Linked DNA regions of Zea mays: region 1 is linked to region 2. Evidence: chromatin contacts called from public Hi-C data. All regions are on one chromosome and are shown on one strand. The core of a region is the stretch at or near the end of the contact, and the rest is flanking DNA. Distances in the headings are between cores, read along the strand shown. Region 1 holds the start of LOC100276465 (Putative clathrin assembly protein). Region 2 holds the start of LOC103651301 (two-pore potassium channel 2).

What was found. Hi-C and Micro-C count contacts between places; a contact is called where the count stands out from the background.
Region 1: a contact with region 2 is called in a Hi-C map of tassel, with 2.8 times the contacts expected there. The contact joins the promoter of LOC100276465 here to the promoter of LOC103651301 in region 2. A contact is called at or near these places in 2 of 25 Hi-C or Micro-C datasets (ear and tassel).

Annotation. Positions count from the first base shown.
Region 1 is chr3:211,712,054-211,716,997 of Zm-B73-REFERENCE-NAM-5.0, reverse strand. It overlaps LOC100276465 (Putative clathrin assembly protein), which reads left to right and starts at 3,331. Exons shown (of 15, transcript NM_001360693.1): 1 at 3,331-3,632; 2 at 3,808-3,877; 3 at 4,035-4,132. The coding sequence starts at 3,543.
Region 2 is chr3:211,320,209-211,324,949 of Zm-B73-REFERENCE-NAM-5.0, reverse strand. It overlaps LOC103651301 (two-pore potassium channel 2), which reads right to left and starts at 3,081. Exons shown (of 2, transcript XM_008676920.2): 1 at 1,629-3,081; 2 at 472-940. The coding sequence starts at 2,707. The coding sequence ends at 796. LOC100274395 reads left to right here. Exons shown (of 5, transcript NM_001148755.1): 3 at 1-233; 4 at 355-465; 5 at 3,088-3,679. The coding sequence ends at 406.

The DNA.
Region 1 (4,944 bases), core at 2,082-4,581, 390 kb before region 2:
TACATCAATTATGTCTATATTACGTTTTCATTCCTCATGTACCGTAACAAATCAAGAGTAGTTTGATTATTTGAGGCACTAAATGAATTCATTTTAAAATGTGACCAACTATAAAGTTGCATACCTTTTCAAGATCTACAAATTATATTTTGATAGTTTTTACATCCGAGACCGTTTATAAAAATTGAATTTCAAATTTGAAAACTTCACACGAAACTTTCAATAATAAGATGATTTCAAATAAAAAATTGTCAATTACAAAGTTTCATTACATTTTAAGACCTACAACTTTTATTTTGGTGCTGCTATATCAAAATTATATGTGAACAAGGACTCAAAACTGTATCATGGGGCCCATTGACCACCCATGGGTAAAGTCACACACAAATCCAACCTATCATTTTATGGGTCAGTTCGGGATGTAGACCCATGGGTGGAATTTGACACTTAGGCCTTGTTTGAGACAAAGGGTAATGGAGGGGATTGAGGGGGCTATAATCCCTCACTATTCAAAATTAAGTAGTAGAGGATTCTAGCCCCCCTCAATTCACTGCATTACCCTTGATCCCAAACAAGCCCTTAAACTCACAACCAACGAGTGTGAAACCTATGGACACCCGTACCCCGTGGGTGTGACTGCCATCCATATTCAAAATTGCTTCCCCCAAAGCTCCCTCTATGGCTCTATATAGGAGGAGAGATAATACTCTCTCATATGGATGAGCACTACCCTCAGCCCATATTTTAATTACGTTGTTTTTTATATAAATTTTGTATGATTTTTAAATTTAAAAACTGATAAAAATATTAAACAAAGTCAAGACGTATATGGAGAGCTGGTCAATATGTTAGGGAGGTGTAGTATAATATAATAAAAATATAGATAGAGGGAGATATATTGAGCTATTGAAGGATGGAGAAAGAGGTACTGGGGAGCTAAGGTTCGAAGAGGCGAGGAGCATAACGGGCCAAGCAGCCATTTAATCGGGACATCATATCCGTAATTCCGTACCACGTACCGAGCCTTTCCGTGACCCAAACACGACCGTGATCGCTCGAGCGCTATAGGAAACAGGCCGTGCTCGCTCGAGCGCTATAGGAAACAGGCCGTGCTCGCTCGTGCTTCGGACCGGGCTAAACATGTGGACTTTGTGCCAGCCCATCTAAATATCTATACCAGGGCATCGTGGCGGTGAGCCGTGAGCGTGACCCTGAGCCCCGCCGCCGGCTGGCGGCTGCCCTCTCCGATTCACTTCTAGCTGCGCTCCTCCATGGTGTTGGTGACTTCGTCGCCGTGGGTTCCACGGCTACCGCCGGAGACATGTGCCGCGCTGCCTGTTCGTGAATATGGCCTGAGCGGCTGAGCCACCGAAACATTCGGTGGGCGGGCGATTCCTGCCTTCCGCCAACCACGCCCGGCGCCACCGTCTGTTTGCTTCTCACATCCAAGTACGGTGGCGCCCAGCTGGCGGCTCCGGGACGCGCCAGCTACCCTCAGCTACCGAAAGGGAAATCTGGCGAAGAATCAACTGAAAAGAATTCGCACAACGAAGTTCCAGAGACCGACGTTCGAGAGACAGGCGAGACGTGCTTGTCAAATACCAGCGCCTCTCGCTTCCCGGCTTCCCGCCGAGCCTTTCTCTTCTTCCTTCCTGAAGAAATCCTTCTCCAACAAGCTAGATGCAGGACCAACGGACCATTCAGGACATCATGACGAGCTGTCTCAAGAGCCCTGACAATTGCAACCAGACCACACCATGCCTGCCTAATTCCGTACGTAGTAAGTTCAACATAGGGGATATACTGATACTACGAACAGACCAATCAGTGTTCAGAATGATACTACGAACAGACCAATCAGTGTTCAGAATCGTCATGCTTACTTACTGCATGCTCAGCCGGGGTGGTAGCCATGCAAAGAAGTTCAAACATGCTGCCAAATAATGGATGGATATTGACAACGATTCCGTCACCTGGTAAGCCGATGCTTCCACTGCAGAGCGAGTAAACTTAGACTCTGTTTGTTTCCATACCCATACTAGATTATATAAATTGGATCATGGCGAAAAAGTACGAGATAAAATACCATTTAAAATCATAAATAAGTTAAAATAATCTAGCTTATTTCAGTTTATTTATAGTATCAAAGTGATATTATACTCTCTTACTTTTTAATATAATCTAACTTATATAATATAAAACTGAAACAAACACGCTCTGATCCTGCAGTATCGCAGTGTATACGTTTGGTCACAGACTCACAGCTCTATCATGACAAGCGTGTCGCTAAAGAGAAGCTCTTCGACGTTGGTCTGAATGCTTCCAGTGTCGAAGCATTGGAAGCGCCTTTTCCAGCCGTCGGAACAAGATAGCGCTGGTAGTAGCGGAGATACAATTGCTTTTCAATGCTCACACGTCTATCATTTGTGTAACACCGAAACTTGAATATGTAGGTTAGAACGGTCTAACGTACGAAACGAACGTAAGACTATAAGCCTCTTAGGGTGGTCGTCGGCAGTGCGTCGTCCGTATGTTAAACTCTTCGACTTGCACAAATCTATTGCGTATTTGAGAAAGATAAAAAAACAAAAGTAGAAATTTAAGTATGTCTAGGAAAAAGTACATATCCTTACAGTCATGAGAAATAGTTGAGCTGCTACCTTTTGCCAGGCTAAGCCCCCAACGAGCCAACTGGTAACTTTGGCTTGGCCTTCGCTTCATACTTGCCATTGCCAAAACCTGGTCCTTATGATTGGAAAGAAGTCGTACTCATGTCAGAACAGGCTTATTTAATTAAGTACAGTCACACACACTCACACTTATTAGTAATGTTGTTACCTTTGGTGGCACGTATCAATTTGCCCTAACCAAGACAACCAGGAAAACAGTTCAGCTACGCCGCCAGCCCCATCTGAGATGAATGAATTCTGCATTGAGATCCAGCACTCTACTAGTCTGAGATCCAGCCGCTCCCAGACGGGCAGTAGGCACCGACATTGCACTAATCTACAGCGTTGGGCACTTGGGCTCGGACCGGAGTTATTATATTGCAAAAGTAGAGAGTACTCCCGTCTCTTTTAAAATAAACGCACGTCTTGTATTTTAAGAAATTAAACTACATTTTTTATAAACTAATATTAATATTTGTAGTTTAAAATAGGTTCAGTAAAATATATTATGTGATTTATTTATAGTGCTTATTTGGGATCATCGATACTATTTTTTATATATTTCATTAAATTTGGAAATTGTGGATTTTTCGAAGTGTAGGAATTTGGAACTGAGGTATACTAATAAACAAGGGTTGCGCGATCAATCATCAGAACCTCCATTGGCGTGGAAGGTGAGGAACGCGCTTCCGTGCGTGCAGGAGGGTCCCCCTATTTGTTGGGGGACGGGAAGGTTGGCAGTTCTCTGTACCGCGCGCTCGCGCCCGAAATTTCACAACACCAAACCCGCAGGGGGGAGAAGCGCAAAGCCACGAGGAGTGCGAGGCGAGGGCCGACACCGGGGACAAGCACGGCGCGGCGGCGGAGGCAGCAATGGCGGCGCTGCAGAGTTGGCGCAAGGCGTACGGCGCGCTTAAGGACACCACCACCGTCAGCCTCGCCAATCTCAACTCCGACTTCAAGGTCCGCCGTCGAATCCTCACTCACCCGCCCGTGCTTTCCCCCGATTTTGCGGGCGCCAAAGCGGTCCAGTTCGTGAGCAGGCGGTCGTGTGCTCGCCGACGGATCTATGGCCGCGCTGCTGCGCCGCACTGGGTTTATTGGTTCTCTTTGGCGTGTTTTTTTTTTGTTTTCTCAGGATCTGGATGTCGCGATCGTGAGGGCCACCAACCACGTGGAGAGCCCGCCCAAGGAGCGCCACCTGCGCAGTGCGTGGATTCCTCCCATGTCCTCCCTTCCCACTTTTTTTTTGCTTAGTTTGATCTTAGGAACTAGCCGGGTCGTCGAGGGCTGTGCTGTGGTTTCTCCAGCATTTTCTCGGTTTGAGTTTGCTGTCTGATGGGTTTGTCGGTGCCGGTGTTGTAGAGATTGTGGCGGCGACGTCCATCGCGAGGCCACAGGCGGACGTCACTTACTGCATCCATGCGCTTGCCCGACGACTCGCCAAAACCAGGAACTGGATCGTAAGCACTGTTGCACTTCGGTTCAGATTATTTGTTTCGTTCAGCGTATCCGATGCTCTGATGGTTGCTTCAGCTGCTAAGTTGGTGCCGATCCTGTAATGGTATGGGTGATCGATGAATCTCAAATGCAATTTCGTTTATTAAAAATGTGATCACGTTGTGGAAATGAATGCAGACTAAATGCTCAATCGTCAAATGCCCAAGTTTCATGCACGGTTAGTGAGGATGCAGTGCTATTGATTTGGGCACCTGAACCTTGGTCATTGCACACTGGAGAGCTCGAGCTCATATGTTCAGTTATATGATAGAATGTTATGTTGTGAGTCTGGAATTGCAATACAAATTAGACCTTTATTCTCTGTGCTTTTGGTGGCTTGAGTGTATATGTACAAGTTAATTTGGATGTGGGAACAACAAAACAAATAGAGACACAACTAAGAATTTTGTTATTTACTGCTGCAATCAAGACATTATACATCCAAGTTGAAATTTCTTTGCATACCATAATAAGCTTGTTTGCAAAAGCACAGTGAAAATTCTACATTTAACACAGTTCTTCACATTTTGTGGTTGCTTTTATTTGAACTTAGAATTGATAATTTAAATTGTGTAGTTCCTTCTTTTCTGTTGATTGTCTGAAGCCGTTTGGCACCCTATAGTGTTATATGTTATGTCCTTGGATTAAAATATTTTTTTAATGGCTAGTTTTTGGTCTTGCCTGAATTGTATGATGGAGTTCAGTTGAGATGGCACAAACTTTGGCTGTTCTGCGCTATTTTTTTTGTTTCCTTACAGTTATACTAGCAGCAACT
Region 2 (4,741 bases), core at 1,832-4,331:
TCTGATAGCTTCTCATTTTTGAACAATAGTGACCCAGCAAACTACATAAAGAATCATTCAGCATACGATGACCTTATAGAGCATATTAATTTGCAGATGAAATCATTGGAATATGAAATTGAACAGTTCATCAATTCCCAATCAGTTGAAGAGGTGGGCAGTGAGAAGCAGAGAAGTGACAAGTGGCAAAGGTTATCTGACATACAGATGCTTATAAAGGAAACTAGAGAAAAGTGAGTCTTTGATGCAAAGTCAGATAAATTCATATCGTGCAAACTTTTCCATTCTAATGACAGTCATTTCATCATTACACAAGATATCCTTGATCTTCATTACAGTAACTAACAATTTCAGGATTGCGAGGATTTTGGGTATGATAGTAGAAGAGACTGAATCTGGGACTTAAGATGATAGCAAACTACAAAACAGTGAATTAGTGTCATCCATCCACCATCTTTTTCGTGGGTAAGTTTGCCTCTTCATTGCTTAAGGAAACCTCAGGAATCCAATACATGTATGAATGCATTGAATAGTATCTGTTGGTTGATTGTGTTTCTTTCTGTATACCTAGACATCTTACAATTTGTTATTTCTCCATTTTTTAAGACATTCTGGAGATGAATGCAGTCTTTAGTTGAACCACAGCACACAACTTTCAGATTTGAGTTAAACCGCAACAGATAATGTATTTGAACACTCATGACATGCATGGGTATTAAATACTTCACAAAGCATACGAGGGTCTAAGAGGATATCATCGTGGTATGGGATATTTCTAAGTTACAAATACCAGATTCATAATTTTCCAATTATATCTGCCAGAGGGATCCTTTCACATTTTCCAAACTCTATCTGATCGAACTGGTCAGAGATCATTTTGATGTCTTTCTCATCAATTTTCCCCATCTCTTTGAGCTTGTAGATCACAAAATCTGATTTGCTGTTGCAAAGGAGCAAGCAGATTATTAACGAATGGCCATCGACTACTATATACATTGAATATGACTGACTTTCAAATTAATATAATAAGAAATATACAATATGGGGGCAAAGAAAGTAAATTTAATTTATGGCAGTGAGGAGTTGATGTTCATGTCACGTTCATCACAGTCTTGTAACCTTGACCTGTCTTTCTATTTGTAGAATGTTGGTGTCTCTACTGCAGACATTTTTTAGAAACTAGTACTTTGGGCCTAGTTTCATCAGAAACTCCAAAAGAAAAGTTAGGTTGTACATGTCGCAATGAGGGCATATAGTTTTTTTATCAAGATCCTTTTGTTTACTACTGCATTCAGGATTTTAAACCTATATTTTCAGCGCATAAACTACCTTTACAGTAATTTACTTTTAATTCAAAAAATGATAAATTCAGTGCCTTGTTGTTAAAAGAAATAACATTTTTTGTCTCTTTGTCCTGTAAGGAATTAATAAAGTACATAACTTCAAAAAGACCATGATGTAATCATTGAATTAAATATAGGCATCATGTTATAAGTAAGTTTGTCTGAAAAGTCGCTTCCCTTTCAGGTATTTATTATTTTTTAGAACTTCCTGGTATTAATTGTTAAAAGGCAACTGCAAATCATAAATTTTCATGAAATAATCTTTCATGGAAAACTGTACCATACCTTACAGCAGGATGGTTTTCTAGGTCTCCAACAAGTGGCTCGTTGTCCATTTTCTTCTTGAGGATCCATTTTGTAGTCCGCCGGTTCCTTTTGTCCATCCTTAAGTCTGTTAGGAACAAGAAGGCCTTTGCAACTGCTAAAGTGCTTACCAACAGGCACACAGTGGCAGTGAGTCTTCCTGCTGTTGTTGAGAAGCTTTTGTCTCCATATCCAACCGTTGTAACAGAAATGACTGATAAATAGAAACTATCGATCCAGTTTAGACCCTCAACTTCATGTACTATGATTGTGCAAATTGAGATAGTGCCTGCTACAACCGATAATGCAAGTATTACTTTCATCCTCCCTCTTGACCTTTTCTTCCTAGCATCAATCATGTAGGTGTCAAACACCTTGTTAAGCTTGTTATCGTCCATTGTGCTAAGTAGAACTGTTCTCTGCTTGTCCAGTACATTTGTCAACAGCCCATTTAGCATTAGGTCGATGAAACGAACACCAACTAGTAGGAACAAGCATGTGAACACCTTTGTGAAGGTAGTACAGGGGACTATGTCACCGTACCCTATTGTGCACAAACTAATGATGGTGAAGTAAAGGGCATCCACTAGCTTGAATGTGGATTTCCCCTTGAAGCCTTCAACATTTGTCATGTATACAAGCACCCCTATTGAGATGTATAAGATGACGCTGACAATAGCCCGCCTTGCAATTGATGGCGTATATTGTGCAGCAGCAGCAGCATGGCTTTGGCCACCAAGCTCATCCACACAGTGTGCTTCTTTGCTTGATGTGAATATAGAAGGTGAAGAGTGCACCCGCTGCATATTTGGTGAGGGTACCGTACTGGTAGTTTCATCAGTGGGCGGCAGATGATTGAGAGTACTGAAGTTAGCTTTGAGATAGCTGCTTGGGGAAAAGGAAGTTGCACACCTGCTTGGAACATCACAGGAGCTTCTTCTGTCTTTCTTGGAAATGTACTTTTGGTCACGCTGGACCAAAGGTAACAGAGGCTCGTCCATGGAAGGCATATTGGAGCTTGGATCGCTTAGTTGCAGCTTGTAGTTCTCAGGCTGGATCATCGCTTTATATCCATGGTGGTTCTGCCGAGACCTTGAGGATGGAAGCGTTCAAGCAGGGATGTACACTTCCCTGGCATTTCTGGGATGAATGGGCTGGGTTACATCATATCTTGAAACATATCTTTCTTATTTATTGCGACATTTATATCACGTAGTTTCTAGTATCTTGCATGGTAGCTGATGCAGTAGGCAACTGATGAAAGAGAGAGAACGGTTGACATATTCTTTCTGCTGATGTCTGAAACAGAACCCTAGTTTTATCTTCGCAATCCCTGTGTTTGTGGTGGGATATGGCGTGCACCAGAGACTGTCGACTGAATCACCCTATTTGTTCACTGCCTGTGCATAACTATGTGTTCCTGAATTACACTTCGATGCAGGTAGGTACCCAAGTTGACAATGGCTTACCAGTAGTTGGATCTTGCAAGTTGGTCCCAGTGCCATATTCCGCAGGACTACTCCGCCTAACAACTAGAGGGAATGCGGGGTAACCTTCTTCTCTGGATGGAAGCATTTCGATTTGTTGCTGTGCTGAGATCGCATTGTCGGCTATGGATATACAGTACAGGTCGCACTTACTGAAAGCTTCTGAAGCCGAAAAATCTTGACCGGATGAGCTTGGTTGCCGACCATATCCAGGTCATCCCTCTGCGTGCATTTGCATAGAGAAGGCTGCAGGCCTGCAGCCTAGATATTTCACGAGCACTTCATAATTTTCAATGCCATCCAATGCTTCAAGCTTTCTGACATGAGTGTGCAGATGATGAAAAACTCCAAGATGGGTCTCTGTACCTACTATACAACAAGAAGAATCCATGTACTAAATGAGAATGCGAGATTGTTAATTTGTTATTATATGCTCCTTGATAATTTTTTTCTGGTTCTATTTTGTTTCCTGAACCTTGCATACCGCATGTATTATGTTACTAGAAATAGAACGTCTATCAGCACAGCAGACAGCAGCTCCCTTTCACTGGATTTGATGTCGCCTAAGACTGTCTACAGCAGATCCTGTATATGGACTGCACTGTTTTGCTCGTCTAAGTCTGTCTCCAACAGATTATGGACTGCACTGTTTACAGAATTGCAGTGTTCACAGAATTAAGTTTGAAATAGGAGATAGAATAGGTAAGCTGCTAAGTCTGTCTCCAACAGATTATCGACTGCACTGTTCACAGAATTGCACTGTTCACAGAATTAAGTTTGAAATAAGAGATAGAATAGGTAAGCTGCTGGAGACAGCTTAAACATATGATAAGGGAAGCACATCAGTATTGTCAATCTTCAAACAGGGATTACAATGTGCACACCGAAATTACCATTCGGTTCATATGTCATGTCTGTTTATGCATTCTGTGAGCCGCTAAAGAAACCAGCAACTCCTGGTTGGTTTAAAGAGATTTCCTTATATACAAAGCCGGTTCAAAACCAGCGCCATCGTTCATCCACGTCAGCCAAAAAAATCACATCCACACGATAGTGCATCGACGGACAGGTCTACTTCTCAGTGTGCTTCCGTCGCTACATGCGCCTAGAAACTTCCAGACGTCCAGTAAAGCGTACTCTCTCCCTCCCCCGTCGTTCCTCCCTGGCTCACCCGCGTCCTCACAGCGAGGTCTTCCACCGGCGCCCAGGCCGCCAGGCGCGACCGCCCAGGCCGCCAGCGCCAGGCCCGACCGCTGGCCGCTGCTGCCTGCTGGCTTGGCTGCCGCACGCGGCACGCCCGCCGCCGGCCCGTAAAACCTCGGCAGGAAAGTTGGTGGCTCAAGCGCCCACACGCCTCGTTAGGATCTGCAGGGAGAACATGTGCATCATACCAGCGTCAGCGACTCAGCGTGCCGGTCTGTGCCTGTGCCTGTGGACTGCTGCAGGAAAGCTGGGGTACGGTGCCTTTCCTCATTTTTTCCTAGAACTTTGCCCCTTCCAGATTTTCCTGTGTTATGGGCCTGCATCATTAACCGTACAGCTATAATGACTCGTTCTGATACAACTTGACGAGAAATCATGGCATAAGCAATAAGCATAGCAGACAAT